Linked DNA regions of Gossypium hirsutum: region 2 is linked to region 1. The links are chromatin contacts, called in public Hi-C maps. All regions are on one chromosome and are shown on one strand. Each heading gives the region's core, a stretch centred on a gene start, on an enhancer-like site or on the middle of the called end of the contact. The rest is flanking DNA. Distances are from core to core; before and after follow the strand shown.

Region 1 (6,207 bases), core at 2,487-4,986:
TCTAATAACCAAGCAATAACCACTAACTATTAATAATCTATAGCAAAGATACAACACAGATTTGGAAATGAAAAAGGAAGTTCTTTATTTTGAAACCAAGTTGGCAAGTGCAGTTTGCCAAGCACCCATCCAGATAATATATGAACCTCGACTTAATGAGCGTTATCAGTTGTCTACAAATAAGTACAACTAAAACTTAGGCATAGAACAAAAAAGAATTTCCTGAACTAATAAGAATGTGAACATTGATTATAAGCACCAACCACATCTCAGCACATAACCATCAGTCCAGAATAAATTAGCTTACCACTAGACTTGTCTTGCCTTATCATAGAGGAGGCCCCCTGATCATTCAACTTGTTCTGGCTCTCATCGACCACTGTATTCTCTAGATCAACTTTTTCTGTCTACAAAAAAGTACAAATAGCTGTTTCTTAGCAGAACATTGAAAAAAGAAGCAAACTTTAGTGGTAAGACCAATTATTGACTGAAAATAAGCAGCCAGGCACCTTTCAGTGCATGCATGTTGCTGCAAATACCCAAAAACACAACCATCTTCAGTAAAGGAGGAAAAAAAAGGAGTAAAATGAAAGTCAATCAGCTTATGCATGTAGCATAAGCTTTGCAACTTGTAGGACTACTGAGATTCTAATTTATACTTAATATCTTAGCAACCCAAGAAAAAAGCTACCTATATCCCTCATATGCTCCTGAACATATAAATTTCTAGCAGTTCAGTAACCCTCTGTACAAGCAATTGGAGTTTCATCAATTCCAAATATTAGCTGCCCCAACAACAGTCCATAAAGCTACAGAATTGTCGGTGTAGCAAGGACATTAAAGGTCTACTCCAATGCCAAGCTCATAACAAACAAGCACCTTCAGGTAAGAATTGATTAAAAGGACAAAGCTGAAGTACATAACCTCTAATTAAGAAAAGATGCATATCTCAAACTTCAACTAGAGCTATACTAAATCTTTTCATGAATAAGATAATACTGAAAACTTAATCAAAAAGGACTCTTTACTCAGTCGGTTACACTTAAATCTGAATGGCGCCAGCAAATTTAAAGAGGGAGAAGAAATCAGGATTCTTTTCTTCAGTAAAGAAAGGCAGAGCTCATCGCAGAGTTAAAGAAAGGCACCTTCAGGAAATAACTTTTAAAAGAAATGGATAGTTTGAGCTTAAAGTTATACACAAGTTATTTTGTATTAGGGATAGATATTGTACATGCTGACATTCTCAAAGTAAAAGCTCATGAAAAGGACACTCCATAAAAGAGAGAAACCCTAACCTTATGCCCACTCCCCGCATTGTCCACCAAGAAATAGGAGAGTTAGACACTATCTAAGTAACTTCCTCAAAAGACAGCCTGATTATATTAGACGTCCTCTCAACTTCTCTAACAGAGAGTCTTACCAAGAAGCATTACTAGCAACAACATGCAATAAAAAGGATATTAGCAGAGAGGTTTGAAAATTACATTTGGCTTAAAGGAAGATAAGTGGGGAAACTAGAACTTTTTTTCCATTAAAAAAATATCATCAAAATATCCCTTCATGAAATAGTTCTCTAATTGAAACTGCCATTCGAGAGACCTTTATAGTTAGAGAAAACAATTACCCTCAGTCATCCCTAAAACATCATATACTTGTGCAACTTCAACATCAAAAAGGCATTTAAGAAATACTAAAGATTTTCAAAATTACAGCCAGATATTTTCACAGCTAATAAAAGTTAATTTACTGTCATCCATCTATAAACATCAAAAACAGAAATCAATAGCAACCGTTAATGCACAACAGACATACACTCTTTCTAGGTATTTATAGAGAAGAACACTATGTTCCTGCTCTGAACAATAGCCATCTCCACGTAGAAGGATTTCAACAGCCTACCGAAAACCACTAGCTGCAGACCAACTGCTTTTCTATATTATCAGATGAAACTAAAAGAAACAGTAATCAAAAGGTGGATGACATAATTGTTCAAGATAACAAATTAAATTTTATTTGAAATATTAATGAATGTCACCTATGATTCAGTGAGTAACATACAAATCCTACATCAACTAACTTCGGATGAAATTAAAAGAAAACAATCACGAAAATACATAAATATATCCTTCAAAAAAACACACCCCTTCATAATTCATAAAAAAATGAATGAAGCAAAGGAATAGCGAACCGATGAAATTGCTTGGAAACAATAATCTTTTAAATTTTTTTTTCAAATTAAATGACTACTCGCAGAAGCATATTATTATCTAATTTCGATAACATGTACCTCCAACTGACGCAAGGTGTCGATCAGAAGCCACTGTTTCTGTTTAAGCAACACCAGCTGCTTCTGCAATTCCGCGAATTCGCTCTTCATAATCTGCTCGCTATCTTGAATAGCCGATTCGCTTATACCTTCCTGCATCAGCCGTTTCCTTAACTTCTCCGTGGAAACCACCACATTGTCCGTCGGAGCCATGAGCTCGCTATTGGACATCCTAGGGAACATATCCTTAACCGCCTGAAGCGCCTCCATCCACGCAACCCGATCATCCCGCGTCTCGGCTCTTAGATGAAGCCTCTTCGTTCCGGTGAAGATCGAGAATCTCTTATCATCTGATCTGCTTTCCCTTATCGAAGAAACCTGAGAAAAATTCAAGAATTCAAAAATCAAATCAATTTTCATTTTGTCCCTTGATTTTATTCATTTATTTTTGGTCAAGCGGTTTCCTTTGCTCTGACCTTCAAGTGGACTTCACCGAAGGGTTTTCGACGGGTTGCAGAATGATGAGAAATGGAATTACGATGGCGGGAGATAATACGGTGAGACTCTTCGCCGATAACTTTGGATCCTTTTCCGTCTCTTGGCTAACGACGATCTTATCAGGACCGTGGATTTTATAATACGATAAAACTCCATCTTGCAAAACGAACCACCTCGGTCTCCAACCTTTCCCGTAATTCACCCATTTGTAAAGCACGCCCGATATCCCGTTTCCAACTATGTCGTTTATCTTTACATCCACTTGCGGCGGAGGAGCCGTGGCCGTCGTAGCCTCTCTTCCCGACGGTATTCCATTCCTCTGAACCACCCGATTCAAATCAACGCTATTGCTACGATGATGGTTTTGATTGGACTGGCACTGGATTTGGGCCGTGGATCGGGCCGAGTTGGATCTGGTGGTGGGAGCCGAAGAGGAAGTAGTAGTAGTTACGGTCGTTACAGTAGGAGGCCTCATGGAGATAACTTGATCGGCTAATGGTTTGACCGGGGAATGTTCCGATACGGTGGAAACACAACAAAAAGGATGCATAAGGCAACTCGGTTCTTTCCTTTATTTCCTAATAAAAACAATTGCAAGATTCCAGCGCTGATAAAAGCTGATGCGACGACGGAGCACGGCGGTTGCAGTTGAACTTTTCATGTTCTTCTTTTTGTGAGAAGAATTTCCGGAGGCGGTTACAAAATGATTAACAGTTGAAAACGTTATCGTTTTGAAGGAAAATGGCGGCCGTTAACGAGAAGTTTGGCGGAGGAAACCGGAATCCGATGAACTTCGGTTTCCGGTTTTTTCGTTTGGTTCAAAACAAATTTAAAAAAAAAAACACGAAATTAAAAAGTCGATAAAGAGAGGGCTTAAGTGTAACTATGAAGCGGTCGTTGGGGGAAGGGGAAATATAAATGATTAATGAAGGGGAGGCGGGTTTGGATTAGGTGAGGGAAGGAGTAGGAGAAATGAGAAGAGCAGACGGCTGGTGAGAGGAAGACAAGTGGAGAAAGGAGATTGAAACACGTGTAGAGAAAGGAGAGGTGGGGAAAGATTGAGGAGAAGAGAGTTGAAAGTAGGCTTTTAAAGCCTGGGTTTCGGCTAAATAATGAAATTTGGATTCCGTTTTATTTATATATGCTGCTAACTGCTAAGAGTGGTCCTATCCTATGCTGCTGCAGTACACGATCCTTTTCACCCAAATGTTATGAGTTTTTGGCAAGTGCCACTTAGGCCAGACTAAGAAAATCCAAAAATATTAAAAACCCTTTTTAATTGAGTTTTATTAAATTTAATTTCATTTCCTACCCATTATATTCCATTTGGTTTGTTTCATGAAAATTAAAATTAAAATTTGTTTTATTTATAATTTAAAAATAAAATAAAAAATATTTTAAAATGTATCTCATCCTAATAATTTTGGAGCACAAATCATATATTTAATCAAAAAATAATAAAAAATAATTAAAGAATAAACAGTCACATAAGCGTTTTTTAAATCTATACTCTAATTTAGAGTTAGTTTAGTATTACTTTTGAGAAGAGTTTTTAAAAAGTGTTGTGAAAAAAAAGTGATTTTGAGTAGTATTTTTAAAAAATTGAATTTAAGATTTAACTATTTAGTATTGCCGTAAAAAAATATTTTTAGTAAATAAAATATTCATTTTAGATATTGTGTTATAAAGTAATAAATATGCATTTAAACAATGTTCTAATTAGTTAATAATATGATATCTTAGTAAGAATATAAAAAATAATTTATTATAATTTGTTGTTAATATTTTTATATATAAAATATAAATTTTAAATATTTTTTAAGCAATTAATATTAAATTATTCATAAAATTTAATTCAAATATATAAAATATATTTTAAATAATAAAATATGACCAATAAAAATTTAAATATATAATATTATATATTTAAAATAAACTTTAATAAGAAAATAATTACATACACCATATAAATACTATATAAAATATATTATAAGGGTTAAAACTGTCATTTAATCCTAAAAATACTTTTGTCAAAAGCAAAAGTTAAAAAAAAATTACTTTTAACTTTGGGTTGAAAAATATTTTTCAAAAACACTTATGATTCTAAAAGTTATCTATTTAGCATTACTTTTACATTAGCTTAACATGCTTCTCAAAAGTGATTTTGGGTAAAAAAAATATTTTTTGAGTAACAGTTAAAATTTTCTCCTTTTGCTTTTGACTAAAAATGTTTTAGCAAAGCATTTTTTTTGTCCTAAAACTTATTTGAAAAGTTAAAAAATATCTTATTTAGCAATATTTTTATTTCAAAAATACTTCTTAAAATTAATACTTAACGAAATAAAATAAGTGATAAAATTATGGTTAAAAAACATTAATTTTTTTTTTTAAAGAAGCATTCCTTTTGATCCAAAAATTGATAATTAAAATCTCATAATTCTGATATGAAAGTTTTATTTTATAGTTGCCAGTCAATGAAATTGGGTTCAATATTGAATTATTTACAACAAATATTAAACATAAAAAAATATAGAGTAACAAAAAAGATAAGGGTGTAAAGAGGCAAACAAGGCAAGCAAGCAGCAGCATGTTGGTTAGTATAAATTTGCTTTAGCTGCTTTGCCACAAAATTCCAAATGTTTAAAGGCTAGTATTCCTTTGATCCCTTTGTCCACAGTTACCAGCAGCAGCAGGCATTGTATTTATCGAAACCGGCACAAAGTCTTCGTTTTTTGTCATTAAAAGAAATAATTACTCAAAAAATAAATAAAATAAATAAATAAAGGGTTTGGAGTTTTATTTATTTATCTTTCCCCTTTTTTAACTCTGTTTTTTAATTAAGAAAAATGAGAACCAAGCAAGTAATTAACCCAATCAAGAATAAAAACAGATATATTAAAACAAAGAAAAGCATCTTTTGATTTTTGAAGGCATAAAGATGCTGCAAATAATATATATCGCTCTACTAAATTATAGCCATGGTAAAAAAAAATACTGATTTATCCTTTTAGCTAATAAAAAATGGTAATAGATTTATGTTTAATTCCTACGCAATCAAAACATAGAATAGTCGACAATCTTTTGACTTAGTGATAAGAGTATTATGTTGTAAGTATGAAAGTTAAAATTCAATTCCAAACAACTTCATTCTCCATCTCAATTATAAAAAATTGCAACAGATAATAAAATATATTATTTGAAACTAATACTAATAACGCACATGCAATATATACGAATTTTGTATGGAAAAGATAAATACATCATATTAAGAATATTAAATGCAGTTCAATTGTTTATATTGTTATTTTCATTTTCCTTAAGTTATGTCAAATCGACTTATGACACCAGCTCAACTAGTGACATTATACATTATGTGAGTGAGAAAAAAATTACTTCTTTATAAATCTATTAAACATGTGTTCGATTTTCGAATATGTTAATTT
Region 2 (6,207 bases), core at 2,022-4,521, 38 kb after region 1:
TATGTCTATATAAGGTTCCAGAGGGGTCAAACATAGGGTAAGAGAGTAATAATTAAATTGTACTCCTACCATGTTGTAACATATTTTGCAATAAAAAAAATACTTAAAATATTTAATTTATATAAATTTTATCATATTATAAATTCATAGTTTGGGGTTAAAAATATGTACATGCTTTTCTATGTAAAAAGAACTTCATAAAAGCTTTTGCAAATAATTAAAATACTTTTATTTTTTAATTTCATTTCATTTACTTTACTCCAACTTGTAAAATATTTTTTTATTCATTTCAAATGTTTAGAATATAATATTTTATCTATTTAAAAATGTTGTGACTTTGATTGCTACATGTAAAACAACACATGAAACGACAACTTTGGTGTAATCAAAGTCGTTGATTGGCATGTTTGACTTTTGATTTAATCTCATTATTGTAACAAATGAAGAAGTTCGGAAGTTCAAGATGGGATTAATGAGATTATCTTTCGTTCTGTTGACTTGAAAAAAAAGGGTGAAGTTTAAAGTGTTGAAGATGTTCATCTTTATCCTTATCTCTAGAGAAAGGTTTGGAGATGTTGGAAGACTTGTTTATGAAGATTGTTACGTGATAAATAATCAAGATAATTAATGAGATAATTTTAAATTTTAAATAGGAATTTAAAAATTATCAAAATTCTATCGGATGGTGTCACTTTGTGTGTTGTTGTTACTGTCTTTAGCATTTACATTTTGCTATTTTATTAGGTTATGTGTTGAGAAATGTGCTCATATTATAGTTAATATGTAAAAATTTATAATATATTTTAACAAAAATAAAATAATTAACTACTTTGTTTATCATCTAGAAATGCATTGGTAGCTTTAAAAGTGCACTTGACAAAGTCCATTAATCAACATTAATTAGTGCCTAAGGGCAGTGAAGATATAAAATAAAATAAAAATTCTAATTACAATATATTATTTTCTTAAATCTCACGTTAACCCTTTACTAAAACATTTCCATATTATATATTAATTTAAAGAATGCATTCAAACTCAAACTTTTATGTAGACATCACAACATTAATCACAGATTCTTCCATTTCTTTATTATTATATATAAATACAAAATGTACAAATGTCAATGGATTTGGTTGGTTTGGTCCAGTTTCACTTCCTAATTAAATTCATTTAAAATTATAAGATTAAATAATAAAAAATTTGATGTGTTTTAAGGGTTTATGTTTGAATTTTATAAATAAAGGAAACTGTATTGGAAAATCTCTCTCATTTTAAAAATTAATCCAGCTTAACTATGACTTTAATCTAAATTTAATGCGATTATCAAGATATTATTTTAAAAAAAAATAAATGTCTAAAAGTTTAATCTCCTACCCCTTACGAGAAATGATTATATGAAACATGAATATTATCCCTTTCTAATATTTTAATACCACATCAATAATTTAATTTTAAATTTCAGGATTTTTATTTGGATTTGATTTTTTAAAATAAAAATATTGAAATTCAATATGAAAATACTAATGTGACACTAAATTATTAAAAAAGAAAAATAAATAATGTGGTGTCTTTATTTTATACAACATTTTTCTTACCCTCCATTAATAATTAAATACAAATTGCAGGCTAAGGGATGCTAATACAAAGGACAGCAGAAGAAAAAAACGAATATAGAGAGAGAGATGGGAGGCTTTCAAGCCCTTAGTTTAGCAATGATCAGTCTATAAATGGTATCAATAATTCAAGACAACTTTTAATCTAAATAAACAACCATATATATTATTTTTATGGCTTTAAAGGTAATGGTTTATTAAAAAATTTTGGACAGAATTAAATTATGATGTGGCATAAAATATTAGAAATGGATACAAATGACATGACGTCACTGTTTCATATAATCATTTTCCTTCTCTTATATATATATAATTTTTTACTGTTTTTAAATAATATTTTTTATAATTTTTTAAAATTTTAAAAATTACTTTCAAAATGAATTTAAAAAAAAATCAATGTCTAAATTCAAATACATTTAGAGGTTAATTAATCCAAATTTATATAAAAATTACATTTTTTATAATTTTTAATTTTACTAACATGAAATTTAATTGTTATGGTGAGAATTCACGTCAGGATCATGATAAATGATTCAATATTCATTAACCGTTACATTAACTATCAGTAAAAAAAAATGAATTGGTGTATTTTTAATATTTGAGAATTTAATCAAGTATGCTTTCATTAATAATTTTTTAAAAAATTAAGAATTTTTTAACCCTAAGCAATTTTTATTAATGACAGCGAATTTTGTTGAAATTCCATACATACCCCATAGTCATTTGAAAAAAAAACACCCAGTCTCTAATTTTTAAATTTGGACCATGTGCTTTCTTCAATTTTACAGCTATTATTTTTACTTCAACTACTCAGAAAAAAGAAGAAGAAGAAGAAAATAAAATTGAAATTAAAAAATAACCCCTTATTGAAGAAAAAACAAGTTTAGAAAAAACCCCATGAAGATGAAAGTTACAACTCATTTGACTGTCACCAACCCTTATGGAATCGAAAAGAAAATTAAATATAGGATCTTGAGCAGGAAAAAAAAAAAAAAAAAAAAGAACACCAATTTGTCACCAATCATGAATTACCCACATGATTTTTGGCTTTATGGCATTTGTTTTTGGGTTTTTCACTGTCAAAGTTTTGGATTCACTTTACAACTTTTTTATAAGGTAACCCAGTTGTTGATGAATCGAATTCAGACCACATCATTGAAAAACTTTAGACTGAAAATTAATTATAATATAAATACTAAAATAAATATTTAAAAACTTAAATTATATGAATTATTAATATGTAAAAAAAATCCCATATTAATATATGATAATTATAATAGATTCAAAACATAAACAGTTAAAACCAGTTCTGAACAGCAAGACAGACAGATTTTGTTTAATATTACATGATAAGTTCTTTTGATGACAGGTAATCCTAAGACTAACATACATATTCAAAGTTGGGTTACATCTCATTTTCATTGCATGAAAGACAAGCTGGAGGACAGACAAAAGCTGCAAACCTTAACAGTTTATGTTATTGTCGGTTTTTTATTTTTTTCAAAATTTTGAGGGACCCTAGGGGGGGGGGGATGAAATAGGAACCTCAAGAAAATAAAAGGGGGTTCTCGTGAATGGAAATGGCAGTAGAACATAGGACACAAGCTCTTTTGCAGCCCTCTGAGGATGACTAAACCTGAATATAATTGCATTACTCATACTGTAATGAAGAGAGTTTCTGTTGATGGACCCCTTCTTTTAAGTGGTCTGCTGTTTGTACCCTTTGGCTTCATTCCAATAATGTCAACCTGAATATGGCTAACACCCTTTTTTATTTGTTTTGATATAAGATTTGTAAAATATCCAGGCTGGTTTTTGGAGGCAAAAGGAGGTGGGATGGGGGTTGAGCAAACATCTTGGGCAAATATGGGGACAAGTTACTCTTTAAAACATCTTGGTTAAGTGTTTTAGTTATCCGGTGTCCTTATGTCACATTTTAGGGTTAGGGTTAGGGTTAGGGTTATCCTATTAGGTTGGTTATTTGGACCCAGGGTGTTTACTTGTTTTGCTATTGGCTGTTCCTATGCCACATTTTCAAGGTTTTTGGATATTCCGACTTGGGTATTTTTCTATTATTTATTAATAAAATCTTGAAAATAATTCATTCTCATCTACTAAGAAGACACCAACTTTTCAACAAATGAATTTGAATTTATCTATTTTTCATAATTCAAATCTAACCCATATTTTTTTAATAAGTTTATATCGATAATGACAAGGACAAATTTAATTATAAATAATATATGTCTGAATAATTATTTGAAATATATTTATACTTAAATTAAAATAATGAATAAAACCTAAAAATTGTGAGACTCAAAATAAATCTAAATTTATACATGGTATTTACTCATGGGACATCAGACCTAACCCTAAAAAACAAAGAAAGTATTATTAGAACATAATAAGTTAAAAAAATAAAAGTAGGCAGAGTTGTGCACATGTAAGAACATGACAGTTTGGCAACCAGCAGAAGGTTGCATGGAATGTTCTTCATTCAAATTTTCTTCAGACTCCGTCCTTTGAACAAGTCAAAACTGTCTCAAACTAAAACCCTAATTTATTATTAATAAACGAAATGGTAAACAACTTGAAGAAGAATCATGGAATTGAGATGTAAAGATAGATGGAAACTACTACAGCCTGCCAATGAAATATGGTGCCTTGGGCAACTGTTGTTTTCAAAAGAAAGAATCAAAGGGAAACCTAATATTCTGAACAACAAAAGCATATTCTTTCCCAAACCATTTTTTCTTTTTGTATCTTATTCCGACTTTGCGTTTTGGCTTAAAATATTCTCATGTCATGCTGTTGCTCTTGCACATTTAACATATTATAACTTCCCTTATGGATAATTCAGAACCAGTCATGAGCCCATTTTACATTCATTAGTGGCCCTTTTTTGGACCATACATATGATTTTGGATTTTGAATTTCACTATTAATTCAAGAAGCATGAAGACTGTCAATGAAGGGTAATGTTTCATCTATCAAGAAAATTGATACCACAATTTTTTTGTCACAAACTGAAAAGGAAAAAAAAAATTACAAAAGACTGAGATTCACAATGTGAATTTTACATAACATTACAACAGAACAAAAAAATGAGCTCAAGAAACCTCATGCAGAGTATTACCAACTCTCACCCTAACTTGCTTAAATGTTCATGGAGCTGGCAGCATAGCTTTGAGATTTGAGAGAGCAACTTACATTGTTGTTCTTGGGATGTTATCTGTGACATTGGGTATCTAAGTAGTTGACTCAGCTGAGTTGATATCATCAAAGCATCTTGGTTGTTGGAACATTCTTTAGCTATAAGATCAAGCAGTTGACAGTTTTGGTTTTGAGACAAAGATAGTCGGGGAGGGACTGGGGGAACTAGAAAAGGGTGTTCAAGTAGCTGAGGAATCCTCCACCTCTTCTTTCGATCCCATGCTAGACATTTCTTCATTAAATCAAGTAGCCACGGGTTAGAAACTGGTCCATATGTTATTTCATGGATTGGATCTGTTATAACTTTGAACTTGGACCAGAAAGTCTTGTACTCAGCAAAAGGGGTCCTTCCATAAACCATTTGGTAAAGTATGCACCCAAGGGACCATATATCTGAAGGCCGGCCACACTTTATACTATTTCCATTTTCATCGCTCTCAACACACATGAATGCCTCAGGAGACATGTAACTCAGAGTACCCACCTGTAATCGGGTGTTCAATTGTCATAAAACATAATTATGTACAAGAGATTTTGCTATAAAGCATTAGCCATATAGAGTACAGACCCGAAACATCAGAACACTTTTGTTGACCTAGTGATCAATCAACCACTTCAGATAAATTGACACATGATGTAACATGTTGCTACAGAGCATAGATAAAAAGCAGTATCCATGTGATAATTAAAAGCACATTTTACCATCATTCTGTAGCATAAAATCAGAGATCTAACTGATAAGAATAGTATGTTTGAACAACAGATGTAAAAGCTAACAATTTATTTCATAAAAGGACATAGTACTTTAAATTAAAAGTTGAAGAGACCAATGAGTAATGGGTACCTGTGCATCTCTTTGGATGTTGGTAGTATCACTCATTATGGCTTTGGCAATACCAAAATCAATAAGTTTTAGAGAACCTTTTACAAGAAGGAAGTTAGCTGGCTTCAAGTCTGAATGTACAATACGTTCCTCGTGTATAGTGTTGACAGCTTGAAGTATTTGCTGCAAATTGCTTCAACAAACTAATGAATATTCTGCATTTTCTCAATATAAAAAATGACCCTGTATAAATAGCACACAACTATAAACGAGGAAACATAACCTATCCCTGCTTCCTGCTAATAAAAGAGTAAAAAAGAAAAAAGAAAAATCAACTCACTAAAGATGATAACAAAAACATACAACTTTCCCTAGTTACACAAATGGAAAATGCAAAAGTATCTCAAGGGACATGCTAACAAGAACATACTTTATGATTTATGCCCAAAATATAAGAACAATGAAGAAATAGTTTAACAGATTCAAGCAAAATTTAGATACAAATAAGTAACACACAGAATGGCGAAAACTATAATTTCCTCCAGAAAATATAATACT

What was found. Hi-C and Micro-C count contacts between places; a contact is called where the count stands out from the background.
Region 2: a contact with region 1 is called in a Hi-C map of leaf, with 2.3 times the contacts expected there. The contact joins the enhancer-like site here to the promoter of LOC107962487 in region 1. A contact is called at or near these places in 17 of 34 Hi-C or Micro-C datasets (anther, callus, fibers and 2 more).

The regions. Positions count from the first base shown.
Region 1 is chrA06:6,723,004-6,729,210 of Gossypium_hirsutum_v2.1, forward strand. LOC107962487 (oxysterol-binding protein-related protein 1C) reads right to left here and starts at 3,737. Exons shown (of 11, transcript XM_016898895.2): 1 at 2,852-3,737; 2 at 2,743-2,849; 3 at 2,288-2,644; 4 at 308-407. The coding sequence starts at 3,314.
Region 2 is chrA06:6,761,515-6,767,721 of Gossypium_hirsutum_v2.1, forward strand. It overlaps the pseudogene LOC121230373. Among protein-coding and RNA genes, the nearest start is that of LOC107962487, 38 kb to the left of the region's middle. Within about 2 kb of position 3,272, at least 8 of the 9 cell types and tissues checked have an H3K27ac peak or open chromatin away from gene starts, as enhancers often do. A contact at or near this core is called in fibers and leaf, where this site is marked.